Regions from separate parts of the Gossypium arboreum genome. Here region 2 is linked to region 1. Evidence: chromatin contacts called from public Hi-C data. All regions are on one chromosome and are shown on one strand. The core of a region is the stretch at or near the end of the contact, and the rest is flanking DNA. Distances in the headings are between cores, read along the strand shown. Region 1 holds the start of LOC108470556. Region 2 holds the start of LOC108470833 (proteasome subunit alpha type-5).

Evidence for each region. Hi-C and Micro-C count contacts between places; a contact is called where the count stands out from the background.
Region 2: a contact with region 1 is called in a Hi-C map of leaf, with 5 times the contacts expected there. The contact joins the promoter of LOC108470833 here to the promoter of LOC108470556 in region 1. A contact is called at or near these places in 2 of 5 Hi-C or Micro-C datasets (both in leaf).

What each region holds. Positions count from the first base shown.
Region 1 is chr6:16,538,252-16,545,351 of ASM2569848v2, reverse strand. LOC108470556 reads left to right here and starts at 4,022. Exons shown (of 8, transcript XM_053030190.1): 1 at 4,022-4,144; 2 at 4,791-5,100; 3 at 5,987-6,184; 4 at 6,337-6,609; 5 at 6,821-6,923. The coding sequence starts at 4,801.
Region 2 is chr6:17,209,105-17,216,500 of ASM2569848v2, reverse strand. LOC108470833 (proteasome subunit alpha type-5) reads left to right here and starts at 5,644. Exons shown (of 10, transcript XM_017772321.2): 1 at 5,644-5,822; 2 at 5,919-5,969; 3 at 6,052-6,133; 4 at 6,293-6,373; 5 at 7,003-7,116; 6 at 7,196-7,297. The coding sequence starts at 5,956.

The sequences.
Region 1 (7,100 bases), core at 2,773-5,272:
CAGCACTAAACCGAGAACTTTGGAAAATTTCACAACACTTAACAAATTTTACATGTTTTAAGAGCCACACGCCCGTGTGGCTTGGGACACGCCCGTGTGGCTTGGGACACGCCCGTATGCTAGGCTATGTGGTTGATTTAAAAATTATGAATTTTCATAAAATAGGTGCAGACTTCACACGCCCAGGGCACACACCCATGCCTAAGGCCGTGTCACCCACACGGCTGAGACACATGCCCGTGTCTCTGCCCGTGTGCTCAGTTCTAAGCATTCTGTTTTGCAGCAATTAAGGTGCAGGGGGCACACAGCTGGAGCACACGCCCATGGGGTAAGCTGTATGTCACACATGGCCTAGACACATGCCCGTGTGTCTACCCGTGTGGACAAAAAATAAGGCTATTTACCAAGCCATTTTTTCACCCTTCTATGCACTTACCTACATAACAAAACATAACACCAATCCAAGCAATTACAACCAACCAATTCAACCAAAAAACAAGACATCCACACATCATTCACATGCTACCATTTACCACATACAAACATCACATACTTATCAACTTCAATCATGCAAACTTCCACGTCCATGAAAACCTCACTATATGCATATATACTTAAACCAATATTAGCCAATTCCATATGGCCATTTACAATGAATTATCAACCAATATAGGCCAATGTATTAAGCCAATTCAATTATGACACATAACAAAATAACCAAGTCCCTATACATGCCACAACTAAAAATGTCAAATTCATTGGTACCCAAAATAATCAGTTGATGGTGTGATGGAGCCTCCGATGATCCCTAAATCTGAGCTAGCTTGGCGACACTATAAGACAAGGGGAGTAAGCTATATAGCTTAGTAAGTTCCCATGCAAATAATAGGCATCATAAATACACATTTAACATACAATCAACATGATGATAATTGACATAAATATTACTAAGTTCTTATAATCATAACTTACTCAATCATAACCTTACCGAGGGTTCATCACATAACGAGCTCATTTTGTATGAGTTTTACATACATACCTGAGTCATCTCGAATTGGATTTACACAAAATTCATCTTTGACATACTCATTTAATTACCTGTTGAACCACTTGGAATATTAAAGGATACTCGGGAGTTCTGCACACATGGTGCCATACCAATGCCATATTCCAGATATGGTTTTACATAGAATTCGTATCGATGCCAATAGCCCAGCTATGGTCTTACATGAAGTCTCATATCAATGCCATATCCTAGATATGGTCTTACACGAAGTCTCATACTGATGCCATATCCCAAATATGGTCTTACACGTAGCCTTAGTTACCCTAATGTCATGACATTTGTATCCTATCTATTCCTAAAGTTCAATAGAGATTTCACTCTTGTCTAAAATTTTTCGAACACGTTCAATGGTTAATCATAATTCATAAAATAATAAAGCATTTAAAACATAATTAAAGCAATGCATTATTTACATAAGAACTTACCTCGGTACAAAATAGTAGAAATAGGACCTACTCGTCAAACACTTTGTTTTTCCCCCGATTTAGGTCCGAACCTCGTTTCTCTTGATTTATAATAGCAAATTTAACTCATTTATTATTCACATTATTTAATTCAGCCCAAAAATTACGTTATGGCAAAATTACATTTTGCCTCTAAACTTTGACATTTTTATACTTTGGTCCCTAGGCTCGTAAAATGAAATAAATTCAATTTCTTAGATTCTCAAGCCTAGTCAAACCTCTTTCATGCTTATAAAAGCTCACAATTTTCATTTAATCGCACTTTTACACACATTTTATAACCTTTTTACAAATTGGTCCTTTTGACATTTTCATCAAAAATCACCTAGCAAAAGTTGTTTATGACACACCAAACACACATTTTCTACCATTAGGCATCAAAATACACACATATCTAACATGGTTCAAACCCTAGACCTTAATCATTTCTCAAATTAATGGTAGAAATAGATAGATCGAGTGATAATGACTTCAAAAATGTAAAGAACATTAAAAACGGGGCAAGAACGGACTTACAATCGAGCTTGAAAGTGGCCAAACCCTAGCTATAGCTTCCCTTCTAAATTTTGACACAAGCATGAAGAAGATGGACTATATTTTGGCTTGATTTTTTCTTTTTAATTCATTTAGTTACTAAATGACCACAATGCCCTTTTCTTAAAACACTAAAATTCTCTTACCTCATGTTTATTTTTGTCCAACTTAAAGTAAAATGGTCTAATTACAATCTAAGGACCTTCCATGTAAAATTTCAAAGAAATTTGACACCTCTAGTACGTAGAACTCAACTTTTTCATTTTTTACAATTTAGTCCTTTTTTGCTAAATTGAATGCTCAAACGTCAAAATTTTTGAACGAAATTTTCATGAAATCATTCCAGAAAATTTTAAACCATAAAAATGTGATAAAAAAAGTTTTACTACGTCAGATTTGTGGTCTTGAAACCACTGTTCCGACTAGGCCCAAAATCGGGCTGTTACACTAGAAGTCTTCTAACTTCTAAGCATAGATTCGACTTAGTTAATTCCCTGCATAGTTCAAGATAGGCCCGTGGCAGGCTTTGGCAAAGATGGCATTGTGGAAATACGAGTTAAGCTGGAGATTTGTTGAGTATGCCTCATATTTCAATCAAATTTGAGAGATAATCTTCCAATTAAACTTTGTTTTTTTGTTTCAGTTAAATTCTGATTAGTCTAGATTATTTTATTAGTATTTGACCTACGAATTTAGCCTATAAATAGGCTCTTTTACAACTTTAGAAAATACACCTATTAAATATTGAACTCATAACACTTTTGGAGAATTTTGTGTTTAGGTTCTGAAGGTTCTTTGTTTTCAGGTTTTGAGGTTTAGTTTTTATTTTCATCTTTTATACTCTTCGTTCTTTTTCCATTACAGTAAAAATATCTTTGCCCGTGGTTTTTTTATCCTCTTTGGGGGGGTTTTTTCACGTTAAATTTTTGTATTCAATTTCTCAAATTTTTCCGCTATTTTTACTTGTTCGTTGCTTAATTGGGTTGATCCCCAACACTAGTGTGGCCAATTGATTTCCAAAACAATCTATCCATCCGGATTAAAGAAAATAAATTACTAAAAATAAAAAAATTAAAGAAATTATAAAATTAATTCAATCGCCAGTTCAACTGGTTTTTTTAGCTCGATTCAAGTAGTCCGTACCGATTCTAGGTTAACTAGATTTTTATCTCTCATCAGACCAATACCCAACTAGTTCTTGATCCAATCAATCCGATTCGATTTAGATAACATTGAATTTTGAAAGTTTTATATTTAAAAATATTTTTAAAAATATCTTTTTATTTTTTATTTTTATTTTAAAGAGTTTTATTTTTACTAAAATTATATTTTTTAAATATTTATTTTTTAAATAAGAAAAATATATTTTTAAAATTTTATAAAAAAATAATGTACTTTTGAAGCGTATGGACCAAATTGATAAAAACTATAAATATTGAGGGCTAAAAAAGTTTAAAATTTTAAAAATTTGTAGACCTGTGAATTAGAAGAGACTGGTTGAACTAAATTAAAAATCAGTTGAACTAGCAATTAAACCAATTTTATAATTTTTATTATAAGTTTTAATAATTTATTTGCTTTGAACCAGCTTATATTGGTTATTCTAGGAACCAATTGGTTAGGCCAATTCAAAATCGATTCAACTATCGATTCAACCAATTTTAAGCTTATTTCAATTAGTTTGTACCAGTTCGTTAGTCAACTAATTTTTACGTCTCGCCGAATTGATACCCTAATCGATTCCCTATCCGGTCCGATTTATATAACATTGAATTTTATAATTTTTTATAATTTTTTATAATTTTAATGAGTTTTATCTTTTTTAATAATTTTTTATTTTTAAGAATTATTTTATTTTTGACATTGTTAACTTTAATAGTAAAATTAAATGGAGGACTAAGATTTTTAAATAAAAAATAATTTGGGATATTTAAACCAAAAATATAATTCAAACCACAATAGAGACGGGTTACACTTGAATAAATTCTGCATCCGGACTTGTACTTTGAAGCCACCCCTCCCATCCTTACAGTAGAAGACACCAAGACCGGAAAAGTACAATCCTAATAGCTAAGCTAAGGTCGGTTTAAATTCTTAAAACACCTATTTCCTAGCTTCCCTGCAATTAGATTCGGACACGTGTACTACAAACCGGCATTACAAAAATTTTCCACTAATTAACCCATGCCTCCCCCACTCACTCCCTCTCTAATAATAATAAACATAAAATAAAAGAATATGCGTTGAGTAATCAATCGGTTTCTTTACACACGAAGGTAGTTTTCGTAATTAATCGGAGAATTTCAGTGAATATCGAGCTCCTCAGGTTCGTTAATTTTAAATATTCCGATTTGCCGTGTTATTAGGGTTTTTTCCCCCCAGATTTTCCTCATGTTTAGGTTGTCATGTTTTATTCTTTTTTCACATTCCGTGTGTTTGTGTGTGTATGGGTTTTTTTTTTTTTTCGTTTAATCCGTAGATGATATATCTCAAAGTTTATAGCTCTGTATTGCGATGAAGCATGTTAGCTATTAGAAATAGGATCTGAATTTCGATTTCTTTCTTTCTCTTTAGTTTTCCCAGCAGCCAAATACAAGGTTACAATGCTCTCTCCTTTCTCCAATATTGTTTTTAGAAAGCATTGACTATATTTCTCGTCTATGTTTGAATGTGATATTACAAGCTTTCTGAGGTAATTATAATTGTGCTTTTATTTAATATTTTAGGGATAAACTCATGGCAACTGCAACTATGGCTACCGCAGCTGGTGCAGCTGCTCTTCTGTACTATACATTGAATCGTAAATTGCAGACAGATAGGTCTGGTAACGATGACAATGAAAATGGAAGTGATTTGTCCAATAATCCTTCTTCAGGGCTTGATCGCGTTTCGCATAGGTTAATTCAAGCTCCTGCAACGTGGGTAGAGACGATTTCTACTTTGTCTGAAACTCTTAGGTTTACATACTCTGAGACTCTAGGGAAGTGGCCCATTGGAGATTTGGCATTTGGGATCAACTTCTTATTGAAGAGGCAGGTACCGTATGCATCCTTTGATTTTTATTGCTGCTGTAATGTTTGATGCCATGATTATTTTATTGGTTTCATTTACTCTGTTTTGAGGACTGTAAAACAGATTGGCTAGTAACTAGAATACGAGTGTTTGGGAGGGGTGGGGGAAGTTGTTTTTAAAGAAGTTGGCAGTTTCATTTACATACGAGAGATGATGGGTGTTGGACTAATGCTAGTTTTTCTGCCAAATTTCATGATTCTGCTCCAGTTAGTTTAAATCTACTATCATTCGACTTTCTTGTTAATTACAGTGTTCATATCAGAATCATGAGTTCAGAATTCTGAATCCTTTTGTTATGCCACTACCATCATGAACCTAACTTACATTTCGAATTTTGTGTTGAGATTTATAAGTAAGGTTTTTAATCTAAAGGATGAATCCAGTGCAATGGATTTTGGTTTGTTTTTATGTCATTATCTGTTTTGTACTTAATCCATGCATGGTTCTCACAGTTAGGAGTCAAGACCTATCATGCCTCTGTGCAACAGGTATAGTTGTATGATGTCTTAACACTGCATTTCATTGTAAACCTAATGCATCTCAGTATGAGCATCAAAGACAAATTCATTTGATGTTTTTAAAGCCATTTTACAGTACATGTATTTGTTTGTTCTTGGGCAGAAACATATTTTCTCCATACGATGCTCTAGTTTTATTGTACTGAGATAATTATAGAACTTGATATGATATCCTATATCCTCCTGGAATTTCTTGTATTCTGTAAACAAATCACCAGATCAGGCTTTCGTGTTTTTATGAAGTAGTGTTTATAGAAACTCTTAATAGTTCGTTGTCAATTTGATGTATCTATTATTGGCACTACAAACAATATGGTTATTTTTTTTTTCAGGGACATTTACATGTTGCAAGTGTATTTGGTGGTAAAGATAGCATTGAGCTCAAAGGACCAGATATAAATGCTGAACTTAAATATCTGTTAAACTTGTTGACATTGTGCTGGCATTTTTCAAAAAAACCATTTCCTTTATTTTTGGAGGAGACTGGTTATGCAGAGGAAGATGTTCTTCTCCAAGAACCCAAAGCAGGAGTAAGTTGTGTCGCCCCCCAACTTTCTGGATTAGTATGTGATATATATATTTAATATTGTAGTTAATTTTCAAAGGTATTACAATTCAATTGTACTGTCAATGTGCTTTTGAATTTATGATTAGTATTATCATATTTATTGAAATCTTGCAGATTTTGAAGCCTGCATTTACAATATTGGTAGACCACAAAACAGAATGTTTTCTTCTATTAATTCGTGGAACACACAGTATCAAGGATACTCTGACAGCTGCAACTGGAGCTATAGTTCCATTCCATCACTCTGTTGTGCAAGAGGGAGGAGTGAGTGATTTAGTTTTAGGTTATGCACATTGCGGAATGGTAGCAGCTGCTCGGTGGATAGCAAAGCTTGCCACTCCTTGTCTTATTAAAGCACTTGGTCAACATCCAACTTATAAGGTTAAGGTAAAGGCATAATTTGCAATTTATGTCCATAAATTTTCCTGCAACTATTTTCTGTCTATATATTTGCTTAACAAGAATGCTGCTAATTAGATAATGCTAATTGTGAAAATATCAAATTGTTTTTTGATCTTTTAAACCTTTTAAAAATTAAACCTGTCTACTTTATCAAAATTTGCTGAAATCAATAGATTTATTGAATTTGATTTAATAGATTGTAGGGCATTCATTGGGGGGAGGCACTGGTGCACTTCTAACTTATGTGCTGCGGGAGCAAAAGGAGTTATCAACAACTACCTGTGTCACATTTGCTCCAGGTTTGTTCTTTCTCTCTCTCTCTCATCTAGTGTTAGCCTTCAAGAATAGATGCCTCTTCACATGCTCCTGTATAGAACATCTCTGCTGTAATATGGTATGACATATCCCCTTAGGATGTTTGTTTAATGTGATACCTTCTTCTTTGAACATAGTAATGGAACTGACCATATATGTGC
Region 2 (7,396 bases), core at 4,395-6,894, 670 kb before region 1:
ATAGATGAAGTTAGGAGGGGAAATGGGTAGTGATCCTATTAGATACTGCCATGGGCGAAGCTCTGGGCCTTGTGGAGGGAACACTGTGGTGTTCAAGAATCAAGGTTAGGTGGTGTAAAAGAGGTAATGGGAGGATGATTTGGGAAATGAGAATTATAGAAAGGTATTTATTGCGACGGTGATATCGACTGGTTCTCCGAAGTGACACCGTGACAATGATATTGTAACACCCTTAACCCGTATCTATCGTCAAAATAGGGTTACGGAGTATTACAGTACAATTAGAAACATTTAAACTTAACTTCATTCAGTAACATAAACAAATCATAAACCAATTATACACATACATTCCATCCCTAAATCGAGCCCTTGAAGCCTAGAAAATACCTTAGAAACTATTCGGGACTAATTTAAAATAATTTGGAAAATCTTGGAAAAAGTCACAAAATTCTGAAAAACAGGGGTCACATGCTCGTGTGGCCAAGCCATGTGCCTCACATGGCTAAGAGACACGCCCGTGTCTCAGGCCGTGTAACAATCGAATTAAGGACACACGACTGTGTCCCAACCTATGTCCTCACCTGTATAACTCTCTGAGTAGGGTCACACGGCCGTGTCATATGCTTATGTGCCAGGCCATGTGTTAGGCCATGTAACTCACTGACTTGTTTATAAAGAAACCTACAGATGGCACATGGCTGAGTCACATGCCCGTGTCTCAGACCGTGTGGACCCAAATTTACCTAAAATCAAGCCATTTCCAAGACCATTTCATGCATGACTTTCTCACCAATTTATACACTCTTTATATGAGTATAAACATCTTCAAAACACACATCAATATACCATTTCGAGCATCAAAATAATCAAACAATATGTCTTACAAGGCACCTCAACATATACCAAAACATAACATACCAAACAAGTCAAATTTACCCTATTTCTAACATCATAACCTAGTTCCATACTTGCCATCACATACCAATAATGCTACTTTTCATGCCAATCAACCTAAACCAAATAGATTCTAAAACATTCCATCAATGACCAATTCAAACCATTCAAACATACCATAAAAGGAACCTTATATACAATCACATGAAAGTGACCATAAGGACTTACTTAAACAAGCATGATAAGTCCAACAACCATTCAAAAACATCAAGGCACAACCATACCAAATTACCATTTACATGTTCATCAAAACATCATTATGAACCACCATATACATACCATTATAAACCTTAGACCAAAATACTCAAAAACTACCGAAAAGACTTCTGGATAATGTGATAGATCTTTGAAGAGCTTCCAACCAAATTGAGCTTCTGATGATTTATAAACAGAGGAGAGAAACTAAATAAGCAAATAGCTTAGTAAGTTCGTATAAACTAAAACTAAACTTACCATCACCATAATCCTCAACATAGCTTAAAATACAAGTCAACATCAATCCCATAAGTTTAGAAATGCCTATCCAAGAACATCAACTCATAAGTTAATAAGTTTTCCATGATGATATGAAATCATCCATATGTACAAAATCAAATAGTTCATATTTCCATTCAACATGCCTCGATTTAATGCATTTGTACCCTTACCTTTCTATTATTCTTTTATTGCCCATTGAACCATTTAGAACTACATTAAATACCTGGGAAGCTCACACAAAGTGTGCCTTTACATATAACTTTTCCTTTACATCATTACTCACATGAGCTGTGAAATGGGCCTGCTCACATGAGCTGTAGGTCAGAATGTAAGCTACACGATGTTGCTAACACAAGCAATGGAGTGTCGGCAACAAATCCAGGACCTTAGCCATCAGTAGGATATTCAAGACCAGCACCCGAAACATGAAATCCCTAATGACATGTCATTTGTATCCTATAAATTCCTAAGGTTCAACTAGGACTCGTTATCCATCAATTCATCATAGCATTGATACGTTCATGTATCAATCTATTTGAAATATAATTAAAATAATAACAATTAATGTAAATAACATTAATATGATAACAGTTCATACAAACTTACCTCACGATTAGGGGTGTGAAAGTGGAATCGAGCTATTCCGAAGCTTTAGCTTTGCCTCGATCTAGGTCCGTATGTGATTTATATTTATCTAATTAGATTTTATATTCAATTAAGTTCTTCAATTAACCTCAAACATTCAATTCAATCCATAATTCACATTTATGCTTAATTACCATTTTACCCCTAACATTTTAATCTTTTCACAATTTTGTCCTTAAGCTTATAACTTAAAATCTAACCATTTTAATCAAATTCCATGTTAACCAAACATGAAATGGACCTTGAAAATACTCATATTCACCACCATTTCACAATAGAACCCTAGAATTTATATTTTTAACAAATTAGTCCCTAAATGCCATTTTCATTAAAAAGCACTTTATAAAAATTATTTATTTTTCAACAAGAGTTTATAATCTAACATTTAACATCAAAACCATTCAATAATCATTCATGGCATAACCCTACCTTTAATAGTTTTACAAATTAACCCCCGAGCTAGCTAGATTAAGCTAAAACAATCTAAAAAACATAGAAATTATTAAAAATGGGATTGAAAATCAATTACATGCAAAATGGAAAGCCAACCAAATTATCAAGCTCAATATCTATGGTTATTTTCGATCGAGAAAGAAATGAGGAAGAAGATGGGTTTATTTCCTTAAGTTATTTTAACTTTATTTATCAAATTACTATTTTAACCTTTAAAAACTTTAATAATTGCATTAATACCTTGCCATGAATATCCACTATCTTATTTAAATGGTTTGTTTACCATTTAAGTCCATTAGACTTCCTTTCCATAGTCTTTTAGACCTTTTAACTAGTAGAACTCCATTTTTACACCTTTTACAATTTAGTCCTTTTTATTTAATTAACTAAGTAAACTTCAAAATTTCTTAATGAAATTTTAATAAGACCTTATTATAATTCCATAGACATTAAAATGATAATGAAATAATAATTTACTTGTCAAATTTGTGGTCCTGAAACCATTATTCTAATATCGTAGAAAATGGGTTGTTACAGATATATGACGTAAGACCATAGATGAAAGAGGCTATGACGGTGTGGTATAAGGTACGTAGTGTAAAACGATGGATGAAAGATGTCATGGCAACATGGTGCAAGGTATCAGGTATACATTGTAAGACTATAAATGAAAGATGTTATGGCAACGATGTATAATGAGTAAGACCATGGATGAAAGACTCAATGGCATCATATGATAGTATGCAAGGATGGCAGATTAGTGTAAGCCCATGGATGAAAAACTCCATGGCATCCACAGAAATAATTCATTAGGATAGTAAACACAAAAAAGAGATAGTCCGATAGGACAGTAAACACAAAACAAAGATAGTCTGCTAGGACAGTAAACACATAACATAGAGAGAGTACGCCAGGACAGTAAACACAAATAGAGTTCATCGGGACAGTAAACATAGGGTAAGTTCGCCAGAACAAGGGAAATGAGGTAAAAAAGGTATAAGACCATAGCTTGGTTACGACAACCCATAGAGTCTGCCATGAAACAAATGTGAAAAGTCTGCCGTGACTCAAATGAGGGGTATACTGTCAGTGCAACAAGTATGAAAAACCGCCAAAAATTATGAAAGTGGTAAGGATAGATGTGAAAGTCGACAAGGCATGGACGAAGACCCAACAAGAATTAGAGGAAGATAGGTCATGAGAGAGCTGGCCTAATTAAGGAAATGTGAGAGGGGAATTATCCAAGGATCGCAAGCAAGGCTCCATTATGAAGAGCCACCAGGGAAAGCTCAAAGAAGTTGTATGCGAGAGGCAAATCTCATGGGAAGGATGGAAATTTCACTCCCAAGATAAGGATTTTGTCCAAGGGATAGAATGTCTATCAAGACTATTCCTCTTTGAGGAAAGTCTAATGCGGGTACACCACAACAATGATAGCCCCGTAGGGAGGAAACGGGCAAGTGGAATCACAAGCTTGTATAGTCGCATGGACGATAACCTATTCGTTTGATTAGTCAGACTGACCTTTATTTATGGGATGGGTAAGTCCCTAAGAAAGGTCTTGGTTATGGGTGGATTACTGGTAGTAATCCTACCATTGTTATCAGTAAGATGGAATGAGAATGGGTTCACCCAAGTGGCAAGGCCTGTTGTAAGTCAGCACAATACGGAAATGCCAACGAGCCATTTAGGACTATAGTATGGAAAGAGGGAGTCCTCCAAGGATTGGTCTGACCAAGTCCACCAAGGAAGGTATGTTCTAAGAATCTTTGGACGAGAAGATGAAAAAGCTACCATAAAGGTTCAAAATAGGAAGTCGACATACAACCAATTCAGTTTAAGGCTAATGAACATCTTATGTGGTGGGGAAGTGTAAGGGAGGAAAGATGAGAAGTAAGGATAAGTTTTGCTAATATGGAAAGTATCTAGGATACAATCAAGTGGAGAGCCTGACTAGATGAAGGTCTTATAGTGAGTTGAGTAGCTTGGAGGATCAAGTGGAGTTCGCCACCTTGATAAAGAACAATCTCCTTGAGCGAGTAGGGAAGAAACTCACTAAGTTCATTTGAACTTACAGTAGTGTGGCTGATATTGGTAGGACTTGTGAGGATGATTGAGGACTTTGAGGAGAGATTAAGCTAGATAAAGTAGAGATCGATGATCGTTGTTGATTCGAGGTCATGCACATAAGAAAGGGGTACCATTGGAGGCTTCGCCTCAGGATTAGTTATGTAGTAGCCAGATAACATCTATAGTATCTGGGTAATAGGATAGTTAGCCTCTGATAAGAGTTGTAAGAGTTTCGATATAAACAAATAGTTTGGTTAGAAACAGAAATTTGAGGGACTAAACATTCAATGGCTTAAGGTCTTGTTGTAAGAATTATTATTAGTTTTATTATTAGTTTGTTTTATAGTAGTTAAGTCAACAAAAATTAAGAATAGGTGAATCCAATCCATTTGTGATGCTCCTTACCTAGACCCGGCAGACAAGTCGAGTTAGGGGTGATACAATTGTAGCTCTTGCTTGTAAGCCTGTACATTGAGTTTCTTAACTCCTTATGCTTCATGAGTTGAATAGATATGGTCAATTAGGATAAATCTCTCATTTTCCCTGATTCTAATTATGCACATGATTGTTAAGCATAAACATGCATTAAAGTAACCAATTTAAATGTGCAACAATGCATAGCATCATAACAAATTCATAATTTCATCACATCATCATTTGTTAGGCTCAAAAATACCAAAAAAGGGAATTGAGATATTAAAAACTTTAAGTGTCTTACAAATTTTTAAAATAAAGTAGAAAAGGTAAAAAAAAAATTTGTACAATCGACTTATAATAGTTCGGCCAAAAATACTTACCTCTACTCGCTTAATATACCTCAACTAAGGATTTTTCAAATCATTATAAATTGTTAATTTTAAAATTTACCAATTCGCTACTAAGATAGAATATTTTCTCTAAATTTTATGGTTTTATTCAACATCATTTAAATATTATAATATTAATAAATTTTAACTTCATATAAATATATATTTTTACTTTATAATATAATATTTAAAATGATTTTTTATTTCTCAAAATACTTTTTAATAGTAATTTGAGAAGCCCAGCCCAGGAAAGCGTCGATGTTCATTATGGTACGGCGTGATGCGGCGGCGTTTTAACAGCCTGCCTTGTTTTGCTTTGCAAGAGCAAACAGATACCAGAACCGAAGGTATTTTTTTCTACGAAAAATACCAGCATCGCTAAGCTTTCTCGTTGCTGAATCTCACCCTTTGTCACAAGTAAACCATCTCTCAGTTATATTTTTCGAGTTAAGTTACTTTCCAGAAATAAACTATTTTTTCCTCTCTCTCTCTTTTTTTTTTTATTTTTTTTAGGTTTTGGTAGATCTAATAAGATCAAGTCGATCCAAACATGTTTCTCACCAGGTACCAAATCATAGCATATTTATTACTGCTAAACTTTAATTATTTTTTTTTCCTTTTAAATGTTTGGTTGTTGGCCTTGTAGGACTGAGTATGACCGTGGAGTGAACACATTTTCTCCGGAAGGGAGATTGTTCCAGGTGGAATATGCTATTGAGGCCATCAAGGTAGAACCTTTTTCTGTTTGTTTCCTTTGAAAACCATCAAACTTAAGAGTTTTCTCTAGGAAAATATTTTTTTTCTCAGATTAGCATATTTAGTCCTTTTGGGTGTATTTCAATGTAAATGGCTTCTTTTTTTTTTTTGGGGGGGGGATTGAACTGCAGCTGGGTTCAACTGCAATTGGGTTGAAGACAAAAAAAGGTGTCGTTCTGGCTGTTGAGAAGCGTATTACTTCACCACTTTTGGTATGCACTGCACTCTTATTTCATTTAATGTTATTATAGTCACTTGTATAGTTAGATTTACTTGTTTGCAATCGAGGAAAAACTAAAAAGGCTTTCTGCTTTGCTTTAATTGTCTTGTTTGCTTAACTGTGGTATTAGAGGATTCCTTTTCTTTTCTTTTCTTTTTTTAAGATGTGAACTTCTAGGGTCTTGAGGAGTCTCTTCTAACAAATAAGTCTTCACTCTTCAGTTGCATACAAGTGAGTGTTGGTTGATTTTCATGACTCTAGAATTGAAGATCAGCGTGTGCCATCAGAGTTGTCAGTTGCTTATTCCTCCTGCATTCCCACTCTATTGTTGGCCCCCATATTGTGCTAACAGCTCCATGTGATTTAATGTCTAAGCCGTGTTCGGTATTATATTCAACTAGCTTCCGCCTCCTTTTTTTTCTCAGTATACTACCATGCCCCCTAGAGTTCCTTTTCCTGTCACTTGTTTACTTTGAATAAAAGCTTGTGCACTTGAAGCTGCACCCTTGTAAAAACCTACCACAAATCTAGCTCATGGAATGTGTCACATATATTAGATTCTACGGAATGTAGATGGTTGCCATTTCTTTCAGGCCTAATAGGTAATGGATCCTCTTTCAGGAACCTAGCAGCGTTGAGAAGATTATGGAAATTGATGAGCATATAGGATGTGCTATGAGTGGGTTGATTGCTGATGCCCGTACACTTGTTGAACATGCACGAGTTGAGACTCAGGTACAGTACTTACTAGTGCCATTACACTTTGATATGAAGTTATGTGACTTTTATGTTGATATCTGTTATATTCACACAGAACCACAGATTCTCATATGGTGAGCCAATGACAGTAGAATCCACAACACAAGCTCTTTGTGATCTGGCCCTTCGATTTGGTGAAGGAGATGAAGAATCGATGGTACACCTTAATATCTTTTCTGTCTAATTTTAGCTACTTTAATTTCTTTATTGGTGATGCTTTTTACTCATCTTGATAAGCAATAAAGGGGGTGCATAC